Regions from separate parts of the Sus scrofa genome. Here region 2 is linked to region 1. The links are chromatin contacts, called in public HiChIP or PLAC-seq maps. All regions are on one chromosome and are shown on one strand. The core of a region is the stretch at or near the end of the contact, and the rest is flanking DNA. Distances in the headings are between cores, read along the strand shown.

Region 1 (5,890 bases), core at 2,034-4,533:
TTTGCCTGGGGGTGTATGCAGTTAGAAAAGAGGACCCAGAGAGATAGGTTGCTCTAACATTTAAGGGTGGTTTTGGAAGAAGAACCGTCAAAGCAAACTCAAAAGAGGTGGCTAGAAAGTTTGAGGGAACCAATAATGTATCAAGAAAAAAAAGGGGGGGAAAGAGTTTCTGTTGTGGCTCAGCAGAAACGAATCTGACTAGTATCCTTGGGGACACAGGTTCGATCCCTGGCCTCACTCAATGGGTTAAGGATCCAGCATTGCGGTGAGCTGTGGTGTAGGTTGCAGATGCGGCTTGGATCCGGTGTTGCTGTGGCTGTGCTGTAGGCCAGCGGTTACAGCTCGGACTTGACCTCTAGCCTGGGAACATCCATACGCCGAGGGGGTGGCCCTAAAAAGACAAAAAGTAAAAAGAAAAAACAAAGGGTCTCCATTAGCATGGATGGATCAACCGTTTCAAGTGCTTTTGGGAAGATGAGGAAGAGAAAACCAAAGACCACTGGATTTGGTAACCTGGAGATCATCACATGACCTTGACAGAAACTCTTTCTGTGAAGAGGAGAAGATGGAAAATAAAATGTAAGATAAGGAAAGGGAGAGGAACAAGAGCAACGCTTGTCTTTGGGCTAATGGGTCTTCTGGCCTCTCTTCCTAAGTACGATTTAGAGGAAAGGGAGGCAGCTCATGGTCCACTGAAATGACTGCCCAGGGACAAAAAGTGTCAGGTCATTCCAGGGAGCACCGATCCTTGACTACTAGGCCCATCTCAGCTTCTATTGACTTGTAGTGTTTTCAGGATTCTATGTAATGTTCTTGAGACAGCAACTAGCACATCATCCCAGCATACAGTCCAGCTATATGAATTTTTGTTAAAATTATCCCAGTTTCTAGGCAAGCTCTATTGGCATTGAAGGAGAACAAATCATTTATGTAGACCAAATCATTTTCAGGAAGTGCGAAGATACAAATCTTACACATAGCAAAAATTGAAGCATAAAAAAGAAAAATAACTCGTATATAGGGGGTGCCAGACCTTTAGTTTAATAATCTACGCTCTCCTGAGTTCTGATTAAGGTTTTCTAAAGAGTCTAGGATTGACCTATCAAAAAAGGACAGAGAAAATAAAAAGGAAAACGAAGAGTAAAGGTGTATCCAAAGAAATACATTTATGGGAGTTCCCATCGTGGCACAGCAGAAACGAATCCTACTAGGAACCATGAGGTTGCGGGTTTGATCCCTGGCCTTGCTCAGTGAGTTAAGGATCCAGCATTGTGGTGAGTTCTTATGTAGGTCAGAGACACAGCTCGGATCCTCCATTACTGTGGCTGTGGTGTAGGCCTGCAGCTGTAGCTCTGATTTGACCCCTAGCCTGGGAAACTCCATATGCCTGGAGTGTGGCCCTAAAAAGCGGAAAAAAAGCAAAAGCAAAAAAAAAAAAAAAAAAATTTATGAAATCAACCAAAATAGAAGTCGGTACAGCACACAGTGTGTTAAAAGTTTTGTATCTGTTTGCACAGGTAGCTAAAAGATGACAGAAGATACAGGGTGGATTTTTAGTTTTGGTTTGTTTATTAGTTAAGTAAAAAGTATTAAATGTAGAAATGGAGGAATATTAATACAATGGTGCAGCTGTTCCATGTGGAGGAATTTTGAAATTTGTTTTACAATGGAACAGCTCTGCAGATCAAGAATAAGGTAGAAAGTGCAGAAAAGTGGAGATAATAGAGAAGGGATGTGAATGATGGTAAAAGTTCTCCTTGGTTTCTGAATGCCTTATCACTCCTTTCTGCCTTAGGGTCAAATCCTGGATGTTTTTATAGGTGTTTTTCCGCTTAGGGGAGATGTGGTTATCTCCTGGAAATATTGTGGAGATATTGATATTTAAAGTATAATATTTAGTGACTACATTGTTAGTGCACCTTTATTTTGTTTCGTTTTGGTTTTTTGTCTTTTTTAGGGCCACACCCGCGGCATACGGAGGTTTCCAGGCTAGGGGTCTAATCGGAGCTACAGCTGCCGACCTACACTATAGCCACAGCAATGCCAGAACCGAGCTGCGCAAGCAGCATACACCACAGCTCACTGCAGGATCCTTAACCCACTGAGTGAGGCCAGGGGTGGAACCAGTGTATCCTCATGGGTTCTAGTCAGATTGGTTTCCTCTGAGCCGCGACGGGGAATTCCAGTTAGTGCATCTTTGAAGGAAGGTACACATCACCTCTTGGATGATGATATTTTTTTTCCCCCTTATACATCCCCCCCACTTCCCTACCCCCTGCTTTTTTGACCTGTCTAAGGCATGTGGAAATTCCTGGGTGGAGGATTGAAACTTCAGCCACAGCCGCGAATCCAGCCACTGCATTGACAATGTGGTATCCTTAAACCACTGAGCCCCAGGAGAACTCCAATTTTTTCCTGTTAATTCCTTTTAATTCCACTGAAGATGCTTTCAAAACAAATAACAATAACTGCAGCTAACATCGAAGTAAGTCATTTAATCCTTGAAACAATCCTAAAAGGTAGTAGGATTGTTCCCTTCATCTCCTGCGTGGAGTCAGCATTTGCCATCCTGGCTTCAGAGCCCAGCTCTTAACTACTGTTTCTATACTTTTGGCTGGACAGATCTGGGCCAGGCTGGACAGACCTGGGCCACTTTTTCCGGCATATTCTGCTGCTAGCAAACTCAGTTTCCTTTTTTGAAACCACTCTTAACTGCCTTCAGTTGCCAAGGGCTCTGGCCTCAGTTCCCGGGGCCTAAGAGAAGATAATTTAATTCACTCAGATGGCACCAGCCCAGTTACGTCCTTCTCAGATCCTCGAACTTTCACCTTGGCTGAGCAGCAAGTCTGCACCACCGTCCTTTATTTTATTGGCCTCGGGGCTGACCGACAGTGTTATTATTTTAAGTAGCAATACTGGTATTCTCTAAGCAGACACAGGACCCCATCGATCCCTACGGGCGAGCACATTAATCGCACCACTGCGCGGGCCCCAGAGTTTAGGCTCTGGAGCGTGGGTGTGGGCATCGATGTGCGGCAGGACCTCGGACTGGAACCGGCAGGGCGGGCACCGGGGATACTGCCATCAGGCCTAGCTTCGCGCGGGCCAGGGCCGCCGGGACGCAGAGGGCGGGGTGGAGCGGGAAGGGGCGTGGCCAGGAGCCCGCCGGGCCGCTCCCTGCCCCTCCCCCTCTGCTCTCGGCCCCAGCCCTCACCCCGCCCCGCCCCTCCGGCCCAGCCCGGCGGCTCCGCCCTCCTGGTGACGTCACTGGCCAGGCCAGCCGGCGCCATTTTGAAAGTGGAGTCGCCTGCCCTGCCGCTGCCGCCGCCGTCGCTGTCGTAGCTGCCGCCGCCGCTGCTGGAGAAAGAGCAAGAGTGGGGAAGCCCCAGAGTGAAATCCACCATCCTGCCGGCTGGTCTGCCCGCCCCTCCTTCCTTCTCCCCCGACCCCCGCCCCCTCCCCCACAGGTGCCATCCGCCGCCATCCGCCCTCTCTACCCCCCATCCCCAGGTGAGGGGGGTGAGTTCAGGAAGCGGAGACCCCAAGGAACCCAGCAGGGTCACCATTTGCAGCGCAACATGGCAGGTAAAGGAGAAATCACCCTCTCCACTGACAAGGCACCGCTTCCTTCCTCCTCCCTCCATCACCCCTAGCGACCGCCTGTGCTTCTCGCAGAGCCACGGGGCGCCCCTCGGATTTCAGGGTATTGGTCAAGTGGGGTGGGGTGGGGGTGGGGAGGGCTGTGGGAAGGCGAGTGGTCGCTGTGGTATCGAAATGGCTTTTAAAATGAGGGTTGGAGCCTGGGCATGGGTGGGGGTGGGGTGTGTGCCGGCGATCCGAGGGGTAAGGCGTGGGTGGGGCGGGGTGGGGGCGAGTGCCGATTTGTCCCTGCTGCTCGGGAGCCCGGTGTAACCTCCGCCCCCCCCAGGCGGGGGGGCTTTTTGCCGCTCTTCCTTCCTTTAATTCTTATTTTTCCCCTGGCTGCAAGCCTTCTTGGGTGTTTCTACAAATAAATATATTTTGCACTGAAAAGGAAGAGTGCTTTACAAGTTAAAATACAATGGGGACATATGTGTATTTCTTTCCACTGTGAGTACGTAGATTTTTGAGACTGTAAGCCTGAATTTTTTGTCTGGAACCATCTCCCTTTCGTTTCTTTTACCTTTACATCCAAAGACTGCAAGGCTTTTAATAAAGCAAGTTCCATGAAAAATGTAATTTAAACTTTGTTTTGCACGTTAGCTTTTGTGCAGATGTCCTTTTCCCAAAAGGGTTTCTTGGAGTTATTTAAAATAGTTGTGGAGTTCAGAGATATAAATAGCCAAGGGGAAGAGAGAATTAGGTAAAAGCTTGGGGGGGAAAGGATGCAGAGAGAAAACCAGATTGGAATATTTAGCAAGGAATGGAGGTGAAGGAAGAGAAAAAGGTAATTGCTTTGAGGATTATTTTTGCACATTTTGGTGTAGCTGTCTTCTTTCATCTAGTAGAATCAATTCTAGATTTATTCAGTTTCTTTCTTCATAGATCCAGGAATTTCCCCCTCTGTGCTTGGAAGGGAAATAGAAACATTCAAGGACTGAACCAGTTTTCTGTGCTTTTGTCAGTGTTTAGATAGATAAATAAACCTCTTTTAAAAAGTTTAATGTTGGATTGACTTTATGGTTTGCTATAAACAAGTTGCTTTTTGGCCTTGTTGAATGATTAAGTGAAATTAAAATTGTTTTGCATAAGAGGATGACAAATGAGCAAAATTAATTTTTGCAAGGGCTTCTGAGGGATTAGGTGAAGGGACACAAAGCAAGCTTCCTTTGGCAATCCCTTCACCAGCATTCAATTTAGTTTCTTTTCCTCTCTGTCTGGAGCCAGTGATTTGCTGGTAATGAAATGCAAAGAAATGGGTGGTGAGGTTGTGTTTGCTGTATGTGCGCTGTGGTGATAGGGTTCATATGAATCATTGCTCCTCACCCAGGCAGTAATGTTCCTGAAGTTTTCTCTTCGTTCCGTGTTTTATGGTAGTTTAACCTTATTAACTCATCTGCAGGCTTTTGTACCCTTAAAGGAAACCTCTCTAACTTTTGGTATTTTCTTTTTTCTGGTAGGTCTTGCTTGAAGTAAGGCTTTTACTGTGTTTGAGGGGAAGGGCAAAATGGAAGGGAAGTTTTGAACTCAAGTGCAGTGTTAACATGGCCGTTAAATATTTCAGACCTGGAATCTCTCTTTTAATGCAGTACAAACTATTGGGGACTAACCTTTTTCCAGATTAGTGCTCTGGTGTTATGGTTGTATGTGTGGGCACTACCAGGCTATTAGTATCATGCCAACCATGGATACCATCACTGTGTTTATGAGAGTAAACATGAACAGAACTCAGTTTTAATTGGTATGTTTTCTTTTTCCAGGAGCTGGAGGAGGGAATGATATTCAGTGGTGTTTTTCTCAGGTGAAAGGAGCCGTAGATGATGATGTAGCAGAAGGTAAGAAAGCATTTAATAATGCAAAATTTGGATCTAGAATCTTTTCAAAATCTCTATTACTGAAGGACTTTCTTGCAGCTGAGTCTGTTATAGTTTAAGAACATTTTTTGTTTGTTGTCCAAGCAGTGGAAGAACAGTTGTAAAAGTCACATTTCTGTAAAATAGTCTTAACTCCTTTAATGCCTTGTTTTATTATTTTTCTCTGAATAAAATAAGGAGCACTAGGTGATGATATAAATAAAACAAACACAAGGAAAATCTAAGGTCCATATGGTAATGGTGATGCACTATCATGGTTGTACGTAGTTTTTAGATAATTAAGTTGAAATAGGTGCCATCAGCATTTAGCTCAGAAGTTTTTGACAGCATCTTTCATTTTTGTGGGAAGACTTTAGGCTTTTTTTGAACTCACCTAT
Region 2 (5,890 bases), core at 2,232-4,731, 40 kb after region 1:
GAATTGAATCCAGGCAGTAGCAGTGAAAATACTGCATCCTAACCACTAGACCACCAGGGAACTTCCAAGCCTTGGCTTGATTTCTATGCACTTTTTGACACAATTTATCACTGCCTCCTTTTATTTTATTTTTTTTTTTATTTTTTTTGCTTTATAGGGCCAAACCCACAGCATATGGAGGTTCCCAAGCTAGGAGTCGAATCAGAGCTACAGCTGTCAGCCAATGCCAGAGCCACAGCAATACCAGATCTGAGCTGCATTTGCGACCTACACCACAGCTCACAGCAACACCAGAGTCTTAACCCACTGAGCGAGGCCAGGATTGAACCTGCAACCTCATGGTTCCTAGTCAGATTCGTTTCTGCTGAGTCACAGTGGGAACTCCATTGTCTCCTTTTAGAAAGACTGTCTTTGGTTCCAGAAATGGTCTTCCTCCCTCACCAGTAGTTCCTGTGTAGTCTCCTTTCCTAGCTGATCCCTCCTCTTCAGTTAATTGTGGGAGAGCCTGATGGCTCAGACCTTAGACCAAACCTACTATATATAATTGCTCAGTAGAAAATCACGTTTAGTTTTTAAATGCCTCCATTAGCTGATGATATCCTTAATTTATATCCCCTCTTCCTTCCCTACTTTGTCACATCTGTTTAGCTGCTGGGATAACATTTCTACTTGCATGTCTAGTTGAAATCAATACCAAAGGTGTGAAAATGGATTTTAGGGCTCCTTTTTTAACCCAAACCTGCTTTTTCCTGGTGTGTCTCTCCCCAATAAATGACACTGACTTTTCCATTGGACATAGTTGTAAAACCTTGGCATATGGAGGTTCCCAGGCTAGGGGTTGAATCGGAGCTACAGCCACTGGCCTACGCCAGAGCCACAGCAACTTGGGATCTGAGCCGTGTCTGCAACCTACACCACAGCTCACAGCAACCGCAGATCCTTAACCCACTCAGCAAGGCCAGGGATTGAACCCAAAACCTCATGGTTCCTAGTTGGATTCATTAACCACTGAGCCACGACGGGAACTCCCAGAATCACCTTTTGATACCTCAGCCAAGTTTGCAGTGCTGTCTTCAGAATGTGTTCTGAATCCATCCATTTCTCTATGGCTACCACTTGAGTTCAGGCCATAATCTCTTCAATAACTTATGAACCATTCTTCTCCTTTTTTTTTTTTTTTTTTTTCTATATTCACTCAACAGATAAGTGCTCTAAAACATAAAAACTTTACAGTGGCTTATCACTCCACAGTCCTACCATACGTAGCTTACAAGACAGTATGGTTCGGCCTCTGTTAAATGCTCCATCTTTTCTACCACCTTATTCTGCATTTGTCTTATCAAGTTTAGCAAACTCGTTTTTACCCTTAGGTCCTCTGGTTGAAATGCTTTCCAAGTTTGGATGACTAATTCCCTGCTCATTTAAGTTTCTACCTAAGTTAGCCCCTCAGAGGCTTTCTCTGACTGCTGTATTTCTGTGGTACTTAGCACTACTTGATACACTTTATATTTGTGAATCATTTGTTTATAATATGCCCCAGTCACTAGAATGTATGTTTCATGTGGGCAGGGTTATTTTTTTGCCTGTCCTATGAACTCCTATATCCCTAGCACCTGGAAATGCTGGCATGACCTTGAATGTCTGACATATATTAGATACTCAGTAAAATATTTGTTGAAGGAAAGACTCTTAAGAATTTGTCAAAGGAATGAGCAAAACAGCAAAAATGTGCAAGATTTGTTAAAAAAAAAAGATCAGTTGTCAGATAAACTTTTAGTTCAAGTAGGTGGACTAAAACGTTAATGTTTAATTCTCTTGTAGTGAGATACGTGAAAGAAGTTGCATCTTTGAAAACGGAACCATGAAAATAATTTGAAATTATTTGCAAAACATGATTACAGTTTTAAAAGTATAGTGGAAACAATGAATTGCAGTGTAAATACAATTGAAAACAAGGTCAGGAGATTATCAGCTCGAGCAAACTAACCAACCAGAAATGAAAAGGAAAGGATAGAAAAGGGAAAGATGAGCATATGCTGTGGGAGCGGCCCAAGAAATGCCAAAAAAAAAAAAAAAAAAAAAAATCATGGCCATAATAACCCTAATTTGTAAAGATTTTAGGCAGGTATTAATAGCCAGATACGCATTCTGGTTATAAAAATATTTTAATAAGGCTTGCATAGATGGAAAATCTTTATGTAGTTCCTTTTGTTTGTATAATCTCCACAAGAAATTATTTGTATTATGTTTTGATAAGGCAACTTAATGAGATGGTTTGCATTGTGGACTTAATTATGACTCAGTTAAGAGTTGGTGAACATCTAACAAAGATGGTAACTAGATTTAGAGTGATCAATTTAGAGCTCTTCTTTCTAATGTAAGTAACATACACCAAGGCTTGTTTTTTAAGATCACACTTGTATTAGCAACACTTGTATGTATTAGCAACTGTTTATCTTTCTGTTCTTTGTTGCAGGAGGGTATGGTTCCATTCCATTTTATCCAAACATGATATCAGATTATCCAGGAACAAGTTAAAAAGAAGGGAGACTGGTTCCAGAACACATCTCTGGAAATTACCTTATGGACCCTGACTCTCATGGCAACATTGCAATGTAGGTTCTGTGTGAGCATCAGTAGCCAGTGGTCTTTGTTGAGCTTATCTCAAGACATATTCCCCTTCACTGAGTCAGGGGTTGAGAAAAGGTTATAAAGGCCCTTAGCACTTACTTTGTTCTTGGAAATCATAGTATAATCCAGGTGATATTTTGATCAGTGAGACGGGATTACAGGATCCTATCCTCAACCAGTCATGCTTCAGTGTGAGGCCTCTTAAGTGTAACTGTAAAGAAGCAGCAAGCAAGGCAGCTGCAATACTTTGTTCCTAGTTTGGGCTTCAGCTTCAGGCTCCTGGGAGCTAAGCTGGATCATTTGGATAAGTTTTTGACCTAGGCTAGATTGATTTTTTACCTGAAGAGTCTAGACACAAATAAGAGTTAAATGCTTATTTCTGCTTTGTACAACAAAGCCCAAAACTCCAGCCCACATCTTCTGTTTACCAGTGTGCCTCCTGGGTGCCTCATTCAAAACTCATTTCTTTGCATTTATTGCTTGTTTATCCCTCAGAGCTGAGTTACTTTCTCAGGGTCATGCAGACAGAAGTGGCAATTTGACAGTAGGGAAATGACCAGTCTGACTTCTGGTTATTTCCTGCACAAGTTCCCTTCACATGTGTCCCCAAGAATGTGGTATAAGTATGCTTAAGATAAAGATCCCTCAGTGTTTGGAGGGGCTGCCTGAGTGGGGCTCCACTGAGCAGACATGAGCAGTCTCCTTCCCATTTGTACTTACACGTGCCCTGACCTGAGGGGATTGGAGGTGGCACTGGCCTGCACTAAGAGTACTGCATCAGCAGGAGTGAGCACAGCCGCCCTCCCTGCAGCCAGCCTTTCCAACTACAGTAATGTGCCCTAGTCAAGCCAAGTAGGAAGTGGGAGGAGTCTGGAAGGGAAAGAGGAAGAAACGATTGGAGCCTGCTCACACCAGGAGCAGGTGAGCAGGTCAAGTCTTATTCACTTTTGAGGAAAAAAGAAATGCCTAAAAGATTGGCACACATGTAACTTGCTCTTTAGGGTGCTGTAATAAAAAGGTTCTAAGTCTCGAACACACCAAATCTGTCGGAGGAGTGTCCTGACCTTTGGGGAAAAGTAACAAGAACTTTGAGCTCCCCCTAGAGGTGGGCAGTGATAAGCATCATAGTGATCTGTAGGGAAATAACTATACCTTACTTAGGCTTGCCTACCCTTTATTTAGAAACTAGCATTTTGTAACTGCATTATCCAGTATTTTCTTATACCTTTGTGAAGAAATTTGGGTGATTTATATTCTAATTAGCTATGTGGAGCCAATCATTAAGTTCACTGTTGGGCCATATAGGTTACATCCAATGAATAGAAGAGAAGACTGGAAATTGGTCATGTGTCCAAACAAGATAAACATGTTTCTTGATGAGAGCTCTAAGCTTAGTTGAAACAAACCATATCAAAATGAGAATTAATCTCTGTGCTATTACATTCCAGAGGTTTTTTTTCTTCTTTTATTCTTTTTTACGGCTGCACTGGAGGCATACGGAAGTTCCTGAGCTAGGGGTTGAATCAGAGCTGCAGCAGCACTGGATCTGAGCCACATCTGCAACCTGGGCCAGAACCTTAACCCACTGAGCCCAGCCAGGGATTGAACAATCCCTCATCCTCATGGATACTAATCAGGTTTGTTACTGCTGAGCCATAACAGGAATTCCTGTTATCAGTTTTTTTATTTTTTTTATCAGTTTTTTTAAATAAAAGTTTAGGTATTTGATTGGTTGTGTGGTGCTACCTCATTATTTTTTTTAAACCTTTGTCAGTTTCTGCTACTGTAATGCTAATGCTGTCATGTATCTGTTATCAGGTCTCCCTGTCTAAGCTGGTCACAAATTCCATAATGCTCTGATTGTTTTAATTGTTATACAAATAGGACTAAACATGATTTGTAACTTTTTTTTAAAAAAAATCAGCAACATAATGTAGATACCATTTTTTTCTCAATACAAATAGATGTTTTTTGTACTAAGCATGGGAAGTACATGTGGGCAAACTTTGGAAGGATATTATATATCCTATATCTAGTATATTCTATACTAGAATTCTCTCAGAAGTAGGACTAAGAGTGATGATGATTTTTTTTTTTACAAAGTAATTTGTGAGATTAAAAAATAAAATTAATTTTAGCTATAATCCCATTACTGAAATTGTTCTTGTAGGTATTATGGTGTATATAAAGACATCCAATACATGTTTTGCATGAGTTTGCTAAAAGGCTGTTATTACCTGTGGTTATCTCTTGTGGGATTTCTTTCTTTTTTCTTTTCTTTTTTTTTATTCAATCAGTTTTTACAGGTTTATTAGTTTTATAGTATAGAAAGGTCATTGTGTCTTTTTAAAAAATAATAATTTTTGTTATCGTAAATATTTATATACTTAGGTTCCTATAAATCTTTTAATTGCAGTAGTGGTTTTTATCTTTGCCCTTAGAGTTTTAAGATTACAAAGTGGTTGATTAGAACTGGTGATTGTTAATCTTTAGCTAATTTTGTGATTAGAGAATGTGGTCTTCATAATTAGAATTCTTCAGGGGCTCTCTGTGGCTAAACGTACGAATATTTTTTTAATTGTGTAGCTGTTTGGAAGAAATATATATTTTTATATTGGTATAAACTTCTGTGCGTGTGTATGTATCAATTACAGTTTAAAGGTTCTGTCTCCCTTCCTGCTACCCACCTCGCCTTTTTTTTTTTTCAAATCTATCAGGCATGGAAAGGGATATTTCCAGCTTCTGTGATTACTATACTTCTTTCATTCCTAATAACCTTGAAATATATAAAGTGTTAATTAAAAATCCTTTGACCATCAGGATTTATGGCTGTTAAATCTTTACCACACCTTTAATCAAATATATACCTATTATATCTTTACCATACCTTTAATCAAATATATACCTATTATATCTTTACCATACCTTTAATCAAATATATACCTATTATAAACTCTTGTTGTATTGAATTCTTTTTTACCTGATTTTACCAATGACTAGAGGCATTATTGGCATTTTCTAGGCAAGGGCCAAGCATGCTAGCTACTTGGTTGTTTGTAGGACAGTGTAAAACAAGAAAAAAATGGTCCCATAGTCGCATAATTCAGAATGTTCTGCCAAATGTTCATGGTGTTGGGAAAAAAACACTTTATTTTCTTATAGACTTAATAACCCAACTCTGTTAAGTATTTTTTGCATGTGTTTAATGTATATACCGAAGTTTACTTTGTAAGTCAGGGGAAGATTATGCTTAGAAATG

Evidence for each region. HiChIP or PLAC-seq counts read pairs in DNA pulled down with a chosen protein or histone mark.
Region 2: a contact with region 1 is called in an H3K27ac HiChIP or PLAC-seq map of alveolar macrophages. The contact joins the enhancer-like site here to the promoter of PPP2R2A in region 1. A contact is called at or near these places in 1 of 5 promoter capture datasets (liver), 12 of 47 Hi-C or Micro-C datasets (brain, embryonic fibroblasts, fetal heart ventricle and 5 more) and 2 of 2 datasets of contacts at active chromatin or transcription factors (alveolar macrophages and skeletal muscle).

What each region holds. Positions count from the first base shown.
Region 1 is chr14:10,192,105-10,197,994 of Sscrofa11.1, forward strand. PPP2R2A (protein phosphatase 2 regulatory subunit Balpha) reads left to right here and starts at 3,284. Exons shown (of 10, transcript NM_001164020.1): 1 at 3,284-3,585; 2 at 5,400-5,474. The coding sequence starts at 3,579.
Region 2 is chr14:10,231,435-10,237,324 of Sscrofa11.1, forward strand. The region is part of intron 2 of PPP2R2A (protein phosphatase 2 regulatory subunit Balpha); the gene reads left to right. Among named protein-coding and RNA genes, the nearest start is that of PPP2R2A, 39 kb to the left of the region's middle. Within about 2 kb of position 3,482, at least 31 of the 83 cell types and tissues checked have an H3K27ac peak or open chromatin away from gene starts, as enhancers often do. A contact at or near this core is called in alveolar macrophages, liver, retroperitoneal adipose tissue and 1 more, where this site is marked.